Linked DNA regions of Zea mays: region 2 is linked to region 1. The links are chromatin contacts, called in public Hi-C maps. All regions are on one chromosome and are shown on one strand. The core of a region is the stretch at or near the end of the contact, and the rest is flanking DNA. Distances in the headings are between cores, read along the strand shown.

The links. A called contact is a pair of places that touch in the nucleus more often than the background predicts.
Region 2: a contact with region 1 is called in a Hi-C map of ear, with 5 times the contacts expected there. The contact joins the promoter of LOC100279778 here to the promoter of LOC103627316 in region 1. A contact is called at or near these places in 7 of 25 Hi-C or Micro-C datasets (ear, leaf, root tip and 1 more).

Annotation. Positions count from the first base shown.
Region 1 is chr5:178,543,370-178,550,298 of Zm-B73-REFERENCE-NAM-5.0, forward strand. LOC103627316 reads left to right here and starts at 3,429. Exons shown (of 2, transcript XM_008647623.4): 1 at 3,429-4,033; 2 at 4,127-4,569. The coding sequence starts at 4,019. The coding sequence ends at 4,378. It overlaps TRNAS-AGA (transfer RNA serine (anticodon AGA)), which reads left to right and starts at 2,359; the gene lies at 2,359-2,440. LOC109939574 reads left to right here and starts at 6,097. Exons shown (of 3, transcript XM_020537756.3): 1 at 6,097-6,364; 2 at 6,520-6,655; 3 at 6,739-6,929. The coding sequence starts at 6,213. It overlaps TRNAL-AAG (transfer RNA leucine (anticodon AAG)), which reads right to left and starts at 1,268; the gene lies at 1,188-1,268.
Region 2 is chr5:178,726,932-178,733,230 of Zm-B73-REFERENCE-NAM-5.0, forward strand. LOC100279778 reads left to right here and starts at 2,127. Exons shown (of 5, transcript NM_001152736.2): 1 at 2,127-2,873; 2 at 4,616-5,415; 3 at 5,518-5,604. The coding sequence starts at 2,777.

The sequences.
Region 1 (6,929 bases), core at 2,179-4,678:
GTTCATACTTGAAAACAGTATTATTATTAGCCTCAGCTCAGCGAAATTTTTCCACATGACAGTGTAGCCAGCTACTATATAGAAACATCAGAACTTCAAAAAGGACAACAAATGTGGACTTGTAAACAGCAAATAGGACACATCAGATCAAGTATAGCATATCTGTTCTTAAGTACCATATAGGACAGCAAAAATAACATAAAGGATATCTGTTCTCAAGCAACAAATATTAGTAACTGGCTACCTGATTAGGCTTAATATCCATTTTTGCTATCATCATTGGCATAAAGGACAGATACATCAGATCAAGTGTACCATATATATTCTTAAACAGCATAAAAGACAAAGTCTAAAACACTTGTAAATTACAATTACTTATCCTTTACATAACCAGTTTGCAAAAATGATAGAGGAGTATATGTTCTCATTTGTCAAACACCAAAACCAGATCAAGTGTAGCATATCAGTTCTCAAACAGCAGTTATTGTAATCAGAACATCAAGATGACAGCTCAAAATGACAGAACAACTCAAGAAGACAGAACAGCTCAAGAAGACAGAACAACTCAAGATGACAGAACAGAACAAGTGTAATCAGAACATCAAGATGACAGCTCAAGATGACAGAACAACTCAAGAAGACAGAACAGCTCAAGATAACAGAACAGAACCACACATGACAGTGTAACCAGCTCAAGATGACAGAACAGAACCACACCTGACAGAACAGAACCACACATGAGAGAACAGAACAGCTCAAGCAAATAGAATATACAGTTCAGCTAAACAGATCAAGTGTAAATCTGAAATAGTTATTAATATTAGCCTCATCTCATCAAAATTGATCCTACATGACAGTGTAGCCAGCTACTAGATATTCAGTTCAGCTCAAGATGACAGAACAGTTCATCATTGTAACCAGTTCAAGATGACAGTGTAATCAGCTCAAGATGACAGTGTAATCAGCTCAAGATGACAGAACAGCTCAAGATGACAGAACAGCTCAAGATGACAGAACAGAACCACACATGACAGTGTAAAGTATATAGATAGGAGTATCAGTTCTCAAAAACCAAAACCAGATCAAGTGTAGCATATCTGTTCTTAAACACCAAAAACAGCAAAACAACATAAATGACAAAACAATATGTCTAAGGATAAAATTAGTATCTCAAAAAACAAAATAATTGACGAGAGTGGGATTTGAACCCACGCCCTTTCGGACCAGAACCTTAATCTGGCGCCTTAGACCAACTCGGCCATCTCGTCATGCTGGTTATATTTTCCACATGTTGTATTTTATCCATAAACGATTTTCTTGTGTCAACGCACCACCATTCCTTTTACTCCTCTGAACCTCTGCAGATTATACAGTTCCTCGGAACTGCAAGAACACGTGAGTCGCCAATCCGTTCTTATTCACTTCCTGTTCTTCAATGTAATCCGGAACGCCATCTCCTCTTACACTATGGTATGTCGTTTCCATGAGGTATATAATTGCATTAAGGATATCTTGCTGCCCTTTTCCATTGTAGATAAAGAGTGTCATCGTTAATAAAGAGCGTCTCAATCTTCAGAAGATCATACAGTTCTTGATTTTGGGCTGCTGACTATGACGTTGCTGAACTCAATAAAACAAACGATGTCTCAAGAAAGACAGGCGATCTGAAATCAAGCTGTGGGCCATACAAATTCAACTTTAAGCCCTGAGAGAGGTCAGAGTTAATTTCTGTCTTGTATGAAGTGTAGCATTGCTTAGGCTGCTTACTATGACGACGTTGCTATTGAATTATTTTAATTTATGTCTTTTACCAGAAAACAACCGTAACAAATAACGGTATTTCAAACAAAGTAACAAGAAGGATTTTTAGTTTCCATAAAATATTGCCAGATACAGTTACGAGTTATTCTGATGGTTTTCAGTTCTTGAGAAAAAAATTAGGTCAGACATAAAACTTTTGCTGGAAGATTGAAATTAAAAAGCTTAGTGCGTACAAGAAGGCAAGAGAAGACACTAGTAAAGTACTGTCACTGCGAGAGCGCCAGGTCGAACTAATTACAAAGGTGGACTTTTACATTAGTTTACTTCAGGACACTGCAAATCTACGTTACTACTGCCTTCAGCAAAACGTGTGACATGACTTAATTCAGTGGGTCTCGAGGCTTATCATATGTAACCCTGTTTGCTCTAGTGTAATCTTTCAATGCCATGCATGTCGTGGTCACATATTCACCTGCCAAGTATGGGCCCCCATATTGCGTTGTTTCTCACTGGCTCTTTTGCATTCATCGCGTATATACATGTGCGGGCCGCGTTTTGTTTACAACAAAGGTTGCCTTAACAGGTTTTAACGTAACAGTGGTCGTGCCGGAGTGGTTATCGGGCATGACTAGAAATCATGTGGGCTTTGCCCGCGCAGGTTCGAATCCTGCCGACCACGTTTTTTTTTGCATTTGATGATGCACATTCTTTATCGTTTTTGCGCCTCAGGTAGTCAACTTTTTGTACGGTTTGCACCAAGTGATTGCCTAGAATCCAGCCTATGTAATTTTTTAGCATCAGGAATTATGTAGTTTCTATTTATGTTTTATGAATTATGTAATCTTTATTTATGGTTCACGTTATTTTTTATTTATGCTTTATGAATTTTGTAGATTATATTTGCTTAATTATGTAATCATGTGTATTTATTTTAATAAAACTACATGTTTATGTTGTCTAAAAGTTTGTAAAAGAAAATTTGATGTGGGGGTAAGATGGTTGTAGACCGACGATAAAGCAATGTTATTAAAACACTGTTCAAGCAATTTGACCTAAAACAAAATTTTACGACATTTAAATGTTTCATGCATTTAAGACTTTTAGCTACTTTGGACCGAGCCTAAGTCTAGACCGTGGCGCTTGCCCTACTCCCTGAAGCCCGATGGCTAGCATCGACGTGTGCTGTCGTTCGTTTGTCGTGCCATGTGCGCCCTCTTTCTCCGCGTCGTGTGCCGCTGAACTAAGCTGCTCACTCTCCCTCCATGTCGTGAGTCGTGACCCGTGTACGCCTTGTGTTGCCCTTCTCCTTCCGCGTCGGTGTAGTCGGCGCCATCCACACCGCACAGGCACAGCCCATCCTTTGTGCCTTTGCGGACGTTCCACAGCCGGCTCCGCGCCCCCGGTGGCTAGCAGCGACTTCTCTCATGTCTCATCCTCTCTACTAACCTCCCAAGAACTTCGTATTTTATCTGAAGTTATATTATGATATATTGAAATTTTGTTGAAGATGAAACTATAGCGAATCGATTTACTGGAAATGGTCCGAATTTTTCTTTGCACCTTCCTTGCCGTGCCGTGTCCGCTGTCTTGGAGTTGGAATTGGAAGCACCTCCGGTCGAGCGCGGCAAGCAAGCAACTAACATCCGGGTGACAGATGGAGCGGATTGGCGGCCTGATCGATAGGAACTATGCCCCAGCGCAGCAAGGCCCCCAACGTTGTCTCTGTCCATTCATGACCCCCTCGCTCAAAACTACAAATTCTACGCGCGGCACACCAATTATGTCCGTGTGCCGCGGCGTCCGTAATAACCAGCCAGCTAGAGAGCGGCCGGGAGAGATAGAGAGGTGGAGCAGATGGCTCTGTCGAGGACGGCGTGGATCGCCGGCGGTCTGGTCGCGCGGCTGCTGCTGATCGCCGTCCTGGCCTTGACCGTGCAGTCGAGGTTCTCGAACAGAACCTACTACGACTTCAAGGCCGCCGGCTACAACAACGATCTCCAGAGCTACACGTACGTACGTCGTCGTCGTCGTCGTCTCCGCCGGCGCCGCGTGGATACAGCTTAACGACTATTAGTAAACTCCAGGCCTTGCTGAAACGGTTCTTGCTTGTGTGTATAACTGTATCTGTATATATGCTGCATGCGTGCGCCATCGGGGACAAAAAAAAAAAAAGGTACGCGGTGGTCGTCTACCTCCTCTGCAGGGGCAAGCGGATGATGACGCCCAGGCGCCCAGCTCGCTCATCCTCGACGTCAGTATGTACGCCGACATTGTACGTGCGCTCGACCGGACCGCGATCCCGTACCGTAGATATATACTCCTCCACTCATGTGCCATAGGTTTCAATTCGATCGTGATGGTGCAGGTGGTCACCGTGGTGCTGGCCAGCGGCGTGGGCGCGGGCTTCGGCGCCACCGACGACGTCTTGGAGTACGTCGAGCATGGCTCGCGGTGGGCGGAAGAGGCCACGCAAGATCTCGTCAAGTACTACCACAAGGGGCTCATCGCCATCGTCTTCCTCCTCATCGGCATGGTCCTGTCCGTGTGCGCCACTGTCGTCTCCACCAGGCTCCGGGTCAGGGCAGCAAGCAACGACGACATCGCCGACGACGTCTGACCAGTGGATCCGGGCGCGCGCGAGAGAGATTAAGCAAACTCAACCTGTGCGTTAGTTCAGAATGCATGACCCTCCTATGTGTGGTAAATTGGTAATCAGCTGGGGACAAGAGGCTCCCCCTCTTGCCTTGCCTCAGAATCTTGTTAACAATGTTGCACGATATATATATATATATATGTCCATTTGTGTGATTAAGTTATTTCTGAAATCCTCTCGATTTTTTAATCGAAGACCTGAGATGCCATGCCTTCCTAGCTAGTTTACTAGTAGCACCGAATTTTAGTTGTTGCTACATGAGACTAAATTTCATAATAATGTTTCCTTCCATGATCTAGTACCCCGGTTGCTGATACATTTGTAATTCTAACGTTCTGTTGTGACGCGTTCAAATAGAAAATGTTTTGAATGGAATACCAAGACGTACTTCTACTCTTGGTTACGTTTTTGGTTTGTATGCTCTTCTACAAGTATTAGACAAAGAGCTTCAGACCTCAGTACTGATGTATATATCACTGTTGGTTCTAACTGCATGCAGACGTTCTAAAGCAGTATCAGTCTCGGTTAGTGGCTCTAATCAATACTAATTAACATCACTTATTAGTACTGATTACAGTAATCAATTGGTTGGTAACACCAATCGATACTAAATTTAGAAGAGCCACCAATCCATAGTAACGACTCTTTAGAGTTAAAATGAAAAAGAAAAGCATCTTATTTCTAGTTATAGATAGCTCTACAACAGAGTGATAAGAGGGAACACGCAAAGCCCTAGATCTTAGGTTGTTCAAATCCGCATCACACATGTGCAATATATTTTACGCAAAAATCGTGTGACTTGGGATGTGTACCAGACTATAGACAGTACCCTAGAATAGACTAGCTATGAGCTCATTAATTATACGATTTTTTTAAATTGATACCCTTAGATTTACTGGCTTCCTTATTTTTTGTGTATAGTCGCGATTTCTTTTTGGTAGCCATATGCATATTATAATATATTTTTCATATATCTAAATGAGATGTTTCAATTGATCGTAATACTGCTTTTATTTCTATACTCTACTCTACACGGTGATGTTTTCGCTTTTTACGCCTAATTCCGATTTGTCCACTTTTTCTGGTCTCTTTTTGTAGCGTGGTGACCTAAATGACACAACGTGCCAAGTATGATGACCGCACGTCGCTGCATTTACTTTGATTTTGCATATATATGCTGCTCCATCGTCTACATCATCTTTGTGCGTACGTCTATGAGTTATGACTTGGTTCAAAAATCATCAGTCCAAGTAATACCACTCACATATAAGCGACCACACACGCACCATGTGGCTACGCTGTTATGAAAGCGCGTAACCATCCGAAACGATATAATAGCGTATGTTTCCTCGAAGGATGGATGCCGTGCCCGTAGGCCATATAGCTTTTGCAGCTAGCGCCGGACGGCGTTGGAACTAAGGAAGGAAGCATACATGTGTAATTTCCGGCCTTGACAGTTGTAGCGGATATACTGCAGTGCACATAGGCGGTGTCGCCATCGACACGACGTTGGGAGCAAAAACAAGCACATAATATATATATATCCCCCGGCCGGCTAGCTGAGCAGCTAGTAGCTAGCTGTTGTGATTGCCTGCTTCCCACGAACTTACATTTACACACGTCGGCAGCTGTTCTCTTCCTTGCATTGCACATTTGCACTACAAATACGCACGCACGCGCGCAAGCACTAGCAAGACTCTACTATACATGGGGGCCGGGCGTGACGTCCGTACGTGCGTCGTCGCCGCCGTCCCTAGCTAGCTAAGGACGACGAGAGGTAGAGGAGCAGGGCGTGATAATGGCGCTGTCGCGGAAGGCGTGGATCGCCGCCGGCATCGGTGCGCGGCTGCTCATGATCGCGGCCCTGGCCGTCAGCGTGCCGCTCACGGTCCACAACCACACCAAGCGCGACTACGGCAGCGATGACTTCTACAAGCTCCAGAGCTACTCGTACGTGATCCGATCCATCGAGCAAGGGGCGCCGCCGGCCGTGCTGTGATACGTACGGCGGTAGTCGTTTCATTTGATTTGATTTGATTTGTTCCTCGTACGTCTCGTCGCTGCTGCTGTACGCGCGCGCATATGTGATGATGTACAAACTGAAGGTACGCGGTGGCGGTGGCGGTGATCGCGATGGCCGCCGGCGTGCTGCAGATCCCCGTCTCCGTCTACCTCCTCTGCATGAGCAAGCGGGTGACGCCCAGCGCCCTCATCCTCGACATCAGCCTGTGCGCCGACGTGGTAAGACGCTAGACGCATGCAATGTCGTCATGTCATGCACACGTGTACACGTATATGCGATAATGTAAGCATGTGTGGCGCAGGTGGTCACCGTTCTGCTGGCCAGCGGCGTCGGCGCGGGGTTCGGCGCCACCAACGACGCCTTGCGGTACGTCCACCACGTGAGGTGGGACGACGCCGGCGTCAAAGACGATCTCGTCGACTACTACAACAAGGCGACCGTCCCCGTGGTCTTCCTCCTCCTCGGGACGGTGCTGTCCATGGCCGCCACTGT
Region 2 (6,299 bases), core at 877-3,376, 180 kb after region 1:
TATTATGGCGATTAACGCAAACGCCAGAGTCTAATAAATGGAAGTTTGATATATGCTTCTTTATACCTGTAAATCATGGTCTCAGCTTTTTTGTGTTCTGGAGTAATACATGGTACTGACTTTAATTGCTATATAATAAACATTTTTCAAAACTCCCAGGTATTTTCTATAGTAATGAGTTGTTTCTGGTTTTCATGTTATTAAGAGCACCCATGAGGACTTATATGTGTTCTGAATTCTGAAGTAACACTATTGCCTGTTTTTAGTGCTAAAAGTACACCTTTTGTCATCATGGTCTCAGCAAGTGGTGGCCCTTCAGCTGTCGCTTGCGGTGTTAGCACTGGACAGCAGCACAACAGAATGAATTTTGACCCAGCATCCACCGGCATGGATAAGTTCAAAACACCAGAACTTTCTAAAGCGAAAATGGTCTCCAGGAGGATGGGATAGGAGAGAGTAGTATGTATGACGAAAGGCAACCTAAGAGAAGGAAGCGTACCCTTATGAATAATGAGCAAATAGATGAATTAGAGAAGGCTCTAGTAGATGAGCCTGAGATGCACAAAAACCCTGTTCTATTGCAGAGTTGGTCAGAGAAGTTAAGTCTGCAGGTAAGTTTTTTTTCACTTTGGGGCATTCTATTTTGGACCGACCAAATATGTGTCATTCAAAAGGAAGATGACAATCGAGGTGTTTTGAGGCAAGAAAATTTTAGCCACACTGCCATAGAAGGTTTTAAGTTGGTCCAACCATATGGCAGTAATATATCTTGTGCTCAGCATGGATATAGAAATATTGAATGGTTATTAAAACGATAAAATTTTAGGTTCCTTTAAATATTTCTAGCACAAAACACCTTTATTTAAATGGATTCCTAGTCTCATCCCTACTGCCAAGCTTCAGCAGTGGTTGCTGCTGCATCATAATCTTTTGCCACAGATTGTATTGCAAAAAAGAACAAATCCGTCCAGCAAGAAGTGATCCCTTGGGTACCCACTACAGGTCTGTTTTACTCCCATCCATGTGGACATACTAATAACCGAAATGTAGGTCTGTTTTAAATTCAGAGCAAGTCAACATATGTACTAACTATTTTCCAATCCTTTATCCAATCCATGGGACATACTAATAACCGAACAAGGCCTACATTTGGGGCTGCTACCTTCTGACCGATTAAGGCTTTCACCTATACGAAACCTAGCTTCAGCTTTAGGGTCAAATCCACCTATGACCTATACTCGAAATTTATTAGCTTCAGCTCAATACTATACTAAGTGTGCTTGAGCAATTCACATGAGAACTAAGTTATCAGAATCAAGCAAAATAATGCATAGTATAATTGCATACCTTGGTCGAGGCCTGCGCGGTTGATATCGTTCCTCTCCGGATGGCGGGGGCAAGATCCTTTCCGTCGTTCTTCCTCTCCAGCGGCACACTGGCGTGCGAATGAAGGGGGTGTGGCGAGGGAATGAAGGGGGCAGGGTGGGGGAATGAAGAGGGCAGGGATTTGAGCAGGGATGAACTAATTGATGACGGCGGATTGATGCGGGCAGTTGTTGGCGGATAGCTCGGGCGTTTGCGGTGGCAGTTCGCGGAGAGGTCTTGAGACAGGGGATGGCGAGCGTGCGCGTAGTGCGCGTCATGGCGGCGGGATACCCGGAGGCAGGGCGTGCGCGCGCGGGATTCCGCGGGATCCGCGAGCGCGGGATCCGCGGCAGGTGGTGGTGGGCGGCCGAGCGCGCGCCGGGGTGTGGGTGAGCGGCCGAGCGCGCCGCGTGGTTGGAGCGGCCGAGCGCGCGCGGCGGGATCCGCGGGAGGCACGTCGCGCACGCCGGGAATCGTGGCGTGGTTGGAGCGGCCGAGCGCGCGCGGAATCCGCGGATGCAGCGCGACGCCGGCGGAATCGCGACGTGGCTAGGGTGCGCGGCCGAGCGTGTAGGGAGACAGGGGATGGCGGAGGCAGTCTACATTTGGCCATTAATAGTTAGTAGAGATAGTATTATAAAATTATAGTTTCCAAGAATATGCCGTGAACTTTTGTCTACAACAACTAACTGTGATTATTCCGAGTTGTTGGTATAAAACCCACCCACGATATATCCGTAACCGTTTTGCATTTTTTTCTTGCGCTCCCGTAGGCCCCTCTCGCCCCAGCACCGCAGCCGCCGAGCCAAGCGACTCGCCTAAAGAAACTGCCAATTCAATACGACGACTAATCTCGCCGCCGCCGCCGCCGCCGCCGCCGCCGCCGGGTTCTTCATCCGCAGGGACAGAGTTCTTCATCTCCGCACCAATACTTTTCTCCTTTGATTGATTTCTAGAGTTTAATCCGAGGCGCTCGTCGTGTGGTGGGTTGCGCCCTAAGACCTCGCCCGGAAGGTCAGGAGGTTTAATCTAGCTGAAGGGTTCTTCCCGCCGCTGCTCGTCGTCCCCATTGCGGCCTTGCCGCCGGCCTGCAACCGACGGCAGGCAGGCCGGGCCTTCATCCTCCTCCCAATCACCAGGAGGAGTCGCCCCTCATCGTCCTCTCCCTTATACTGCACGGATTCGTTTGGCTCTTGGTGGTGCCCTGCTAATGCAATCGAGTAATCTCATCTAGTCTAGGCTTTCCATCCGCGGTTTAGGTTCTTCCTTTCAAGCGCGCACAAGCATCCACCCAGGTACGGGCTGGTGCAGTTTTTCTTCCCTGTCCCCTCATGCCCTACGGGAGGTCCACCCCTGGCCCGGCCTCTCAAGCGTGGCTGGTGGGTGGACGTTGAGTGGTGCCTGCAGAGCCATGGATCAGGACACACCGACATTGAAGCCGGGATGGATGCAGCATGACAAGGCAGCAGGCGCTCCAAACATCTGGACTATAGCTTCCTCCCACTCAGGTAAACTCCACTGTTATTGCGAATTTTGAGCCTATTGATGTCAGCTAGCTGTGGCTGCTGTGCTATAGATACAATGCAATTGTAACACCACATTAGGATTGGTAGGTTCTAAACTTCACAGTATAATTGGGGTTACCGAATAACACTTGTAAAAACTGAAAAAATGATGCTTTTGATTTGTTTTTGTGCTTCGAATGCATTAATCATCAAAGGCTGTTTATTTATAGGAACAGTTTTCATTTGTATATATGTGTTTAATCTACCGTGACTGCAGTTTAGAGGCTGTTTCTAGACAGGGGCGAAGCCACATAGGGCCCAAGCCGAGTGCACGTGCACCAGGGAAAAACAGTTTCTAGTGATTAAAAAACTAAATTCTACCACTTGTGCACACCCTAATTTTTATTTAGAGAAGATTTTTAATACATGTGTATATTGAAATGTCAAGTGTGCACTAGGATTCTCCGGCCTCTAGCTTCGCCCCTGTTTCTAGATGTGGGCTCTTGATGCTGGAAATGTAGATTTTGTTGTACTGGGAGATGGTTTCTTGGATGGACATCATGGTTGATATGGAGCAACTATGGGAGTTGTTCAGGAATTTGTGTCTTCCCTACTAATGAAGCTGTTTCCGAGGAAACACTAAAGAAACATATTGTAGTTTGCATGGTCTTTGTAGTGTGAATGGATGGTGCATAGATGAGACGTATGATTTATATAATTGCTAGCACTGTGGCGGGAAAATGCATATACTTGTTATGCCCATAAAACAAGGGAGGTGTTAATGCTTTAGTATATGACATGTATTTGCACCTTCTAATTGATACATGTCTCTCTAATTGGGGCACTACTATCAGTCAGCATTTAATACATTTTCTTATGGGAAAAGGATGAGTAGGAAACATCATCAACATCAACATCAACATAGCCTTTTAGTCCCAAGCAAGTTGAGGTAGGCTAGAGTTGAAACCCAACAAGATGTCACCAAAAGGAGAGAGAGAGAGAGAAAGGAGAGGGGAAAAGCTTTTGAGAGCACTAAAAGGAAAAAGGTCTAATCACGGTTCGGGCACGTGGATAGCTTCTTTCCAAGCACTTCTATCCAAACACAACTCCATTGGGATATTCCATTCCTTCAAGTCCCTTTTGATTGCCTTCTCCCATGTCAAGTTTGGTCGACCTCTACCTCTCTTCACATTATTGTCCCGTCTTATGATGCCTCTATGCACCGGTGCCTCTGGGATCTCCGGTGGACATGCCCAAACCACCTCAACCGGTGTAGGAAACAATATATATATTTGCTATGTTATAACTAAAATGGCATTTGTGTTTGACGGGAAGTTATGTTATGCTTTAAACTAGTTCTTTTGGCTTCTAGAAGAAAAACACACTGTATTGGCTGATTAATTAGTTCAACTAATTAGGTCATTTAAAAAAAAATAAATGCATTGTTGCACTGTTGTGTGTTTGTACCGTACTATGTTGAATTGTTCATAGTATCACTTGACTTTTTTATACAGGTTTCACTTTGTATTTTGTCCATTTTATGAACCCCTTTTGTAATGAAGTTATGTGATTGTTTTTTACTCCTGAGTTTTCTACTGCTTTGTTTTACTCGTTCATCAAAGTGACATTACAGTGAATGTTTATCGAAGTGTCCTACATGTCTATCAACTATAAACACCATTTTGTTTTTGTGTTGCAAAACTGTTATTTATACCGATAACAAGTATTTTTCTTGGATGCCATAGATTATCAAGCTGCGGGTGGTTCGTCAAGAAGCCATTCATCTGAACATTACCGTAACCATGGTTCCCAGCAATCATCATCAAGGAGAAGTTCAGGCTCGAATGGATCTCGCCAGCCTGACCGGGATGCAATTGGGAAGTCAAGGGACTATTTCAATTTCGGAAAGTCCAAGGACAGGGATCGGCAGAGGGACTTTGATTCCCGTGATTGGGAGAGTAGGTCGGCTGGTGCAGTTCGTGATGATTTCAAGTCCTTCAGCACATGCAAATCTGAAAGGGATAGGATGAATCATGCCCGCTCAAAGGCAGACACATGGAGTAAAGCCAGCGGTAGCACCTCTAGAAATAATGCAGTTAGTTCCTCTACTGGAACTGTTGTTAACTCTGTTAGAAATGCAGCTTTGGGGACCTCCATAAGCAATGCTTCTGTACGGACCTCAGTAAGAAATACTTCTATTAGTAATGCTGTAAGCAATGCCAGCAATGCTGCTAGCATAACTTTTGAACGGGAATTTCCGCAGCTTAGTTCAGAGGACAAAAATGGAAGGCAAGGCATAAGCAAAATCCCATCTGCTGGTATCAGCACCTCAATTCAGAATGTACCTCTGGTATCTTCTGATGGCTGGAGCTCCATGCTAGCAGATCTTCCTTTATTAAGTGATCCAAAGAAAAGCCTAGCCACTTCTTCTCTATTGCACATTGCTCCTAGTAAACAGACTGAAGTGGTGCCAAACACTGGGACTGCATTAAGCATGGCAGAGACAGTGATGCAAGCTCCTCTGAGAATTTCCATTGGGCCTGAGGTAACTAGTGAACCGCTGAGATTATGCTTGCAGTGTGCTTTTCATTAGACATTGACCATTGAAAATTTGGGTTTAGTTTATGATTGTCCTTTTCCATTGTAGTTATCGACCGAGGCTCAGAAGATTGAAGAAAGAACCTTGAAGCAGCTTACTCTAAGACCTATTACACCTCCAGCAAGCAAATCTTCTGTAAGTTCCTAATATAATTCCGACAAATGTGAATAATATTGTTTAGTAGTATCTATGCCTTCCATCATTCAAATGACCATGCATGCAGCCTTTGGACATATGATAATATAATATATTATTGGATGACAAGTAAAAAGGAAACAATTGATTCTAAAAAGGAAACAATTGATTCTGGAGTTACACTAAATAATTTTTCATCGAAAAGGAAATGGAATGTAGAAGAAACTGGACATAATAAAATTATTTTGATGACATACTCAAAACGTTCATTCCATAACTTTCCATCTAGTATACCACATATTTGCTACTAGCTGATAAGCTGAACATTGCAGTGTTGCACAAAGTGGTGATGGTTTCAGTTTCAGAGATACCTTACTTTACACCTTAAATAGTTCCACATCAGTATGAAGATGCCTTAGTTGTTGAGTTTGAATATCTGTGGTGCTAATCGACATATTCACTTCCAGTGTTATTAAAACTACGTAAACGTCAAAACACTAATTAGAGGTTGAAACCACGTTTTGGCGTTCTAAACTGTAAAATGCAGTGTTTCATGTGTTTTAGACCATTAGCTACTTCTGGGTCCAATTTGTTGGTTTCTTTTGGGTCCAATCCAGCTCATGGGTGAAGTTTTGGTATTTGACTTCATGTTATTGTCTGAAATTATGATATATTGGTATTTTTCCTATGTTGTT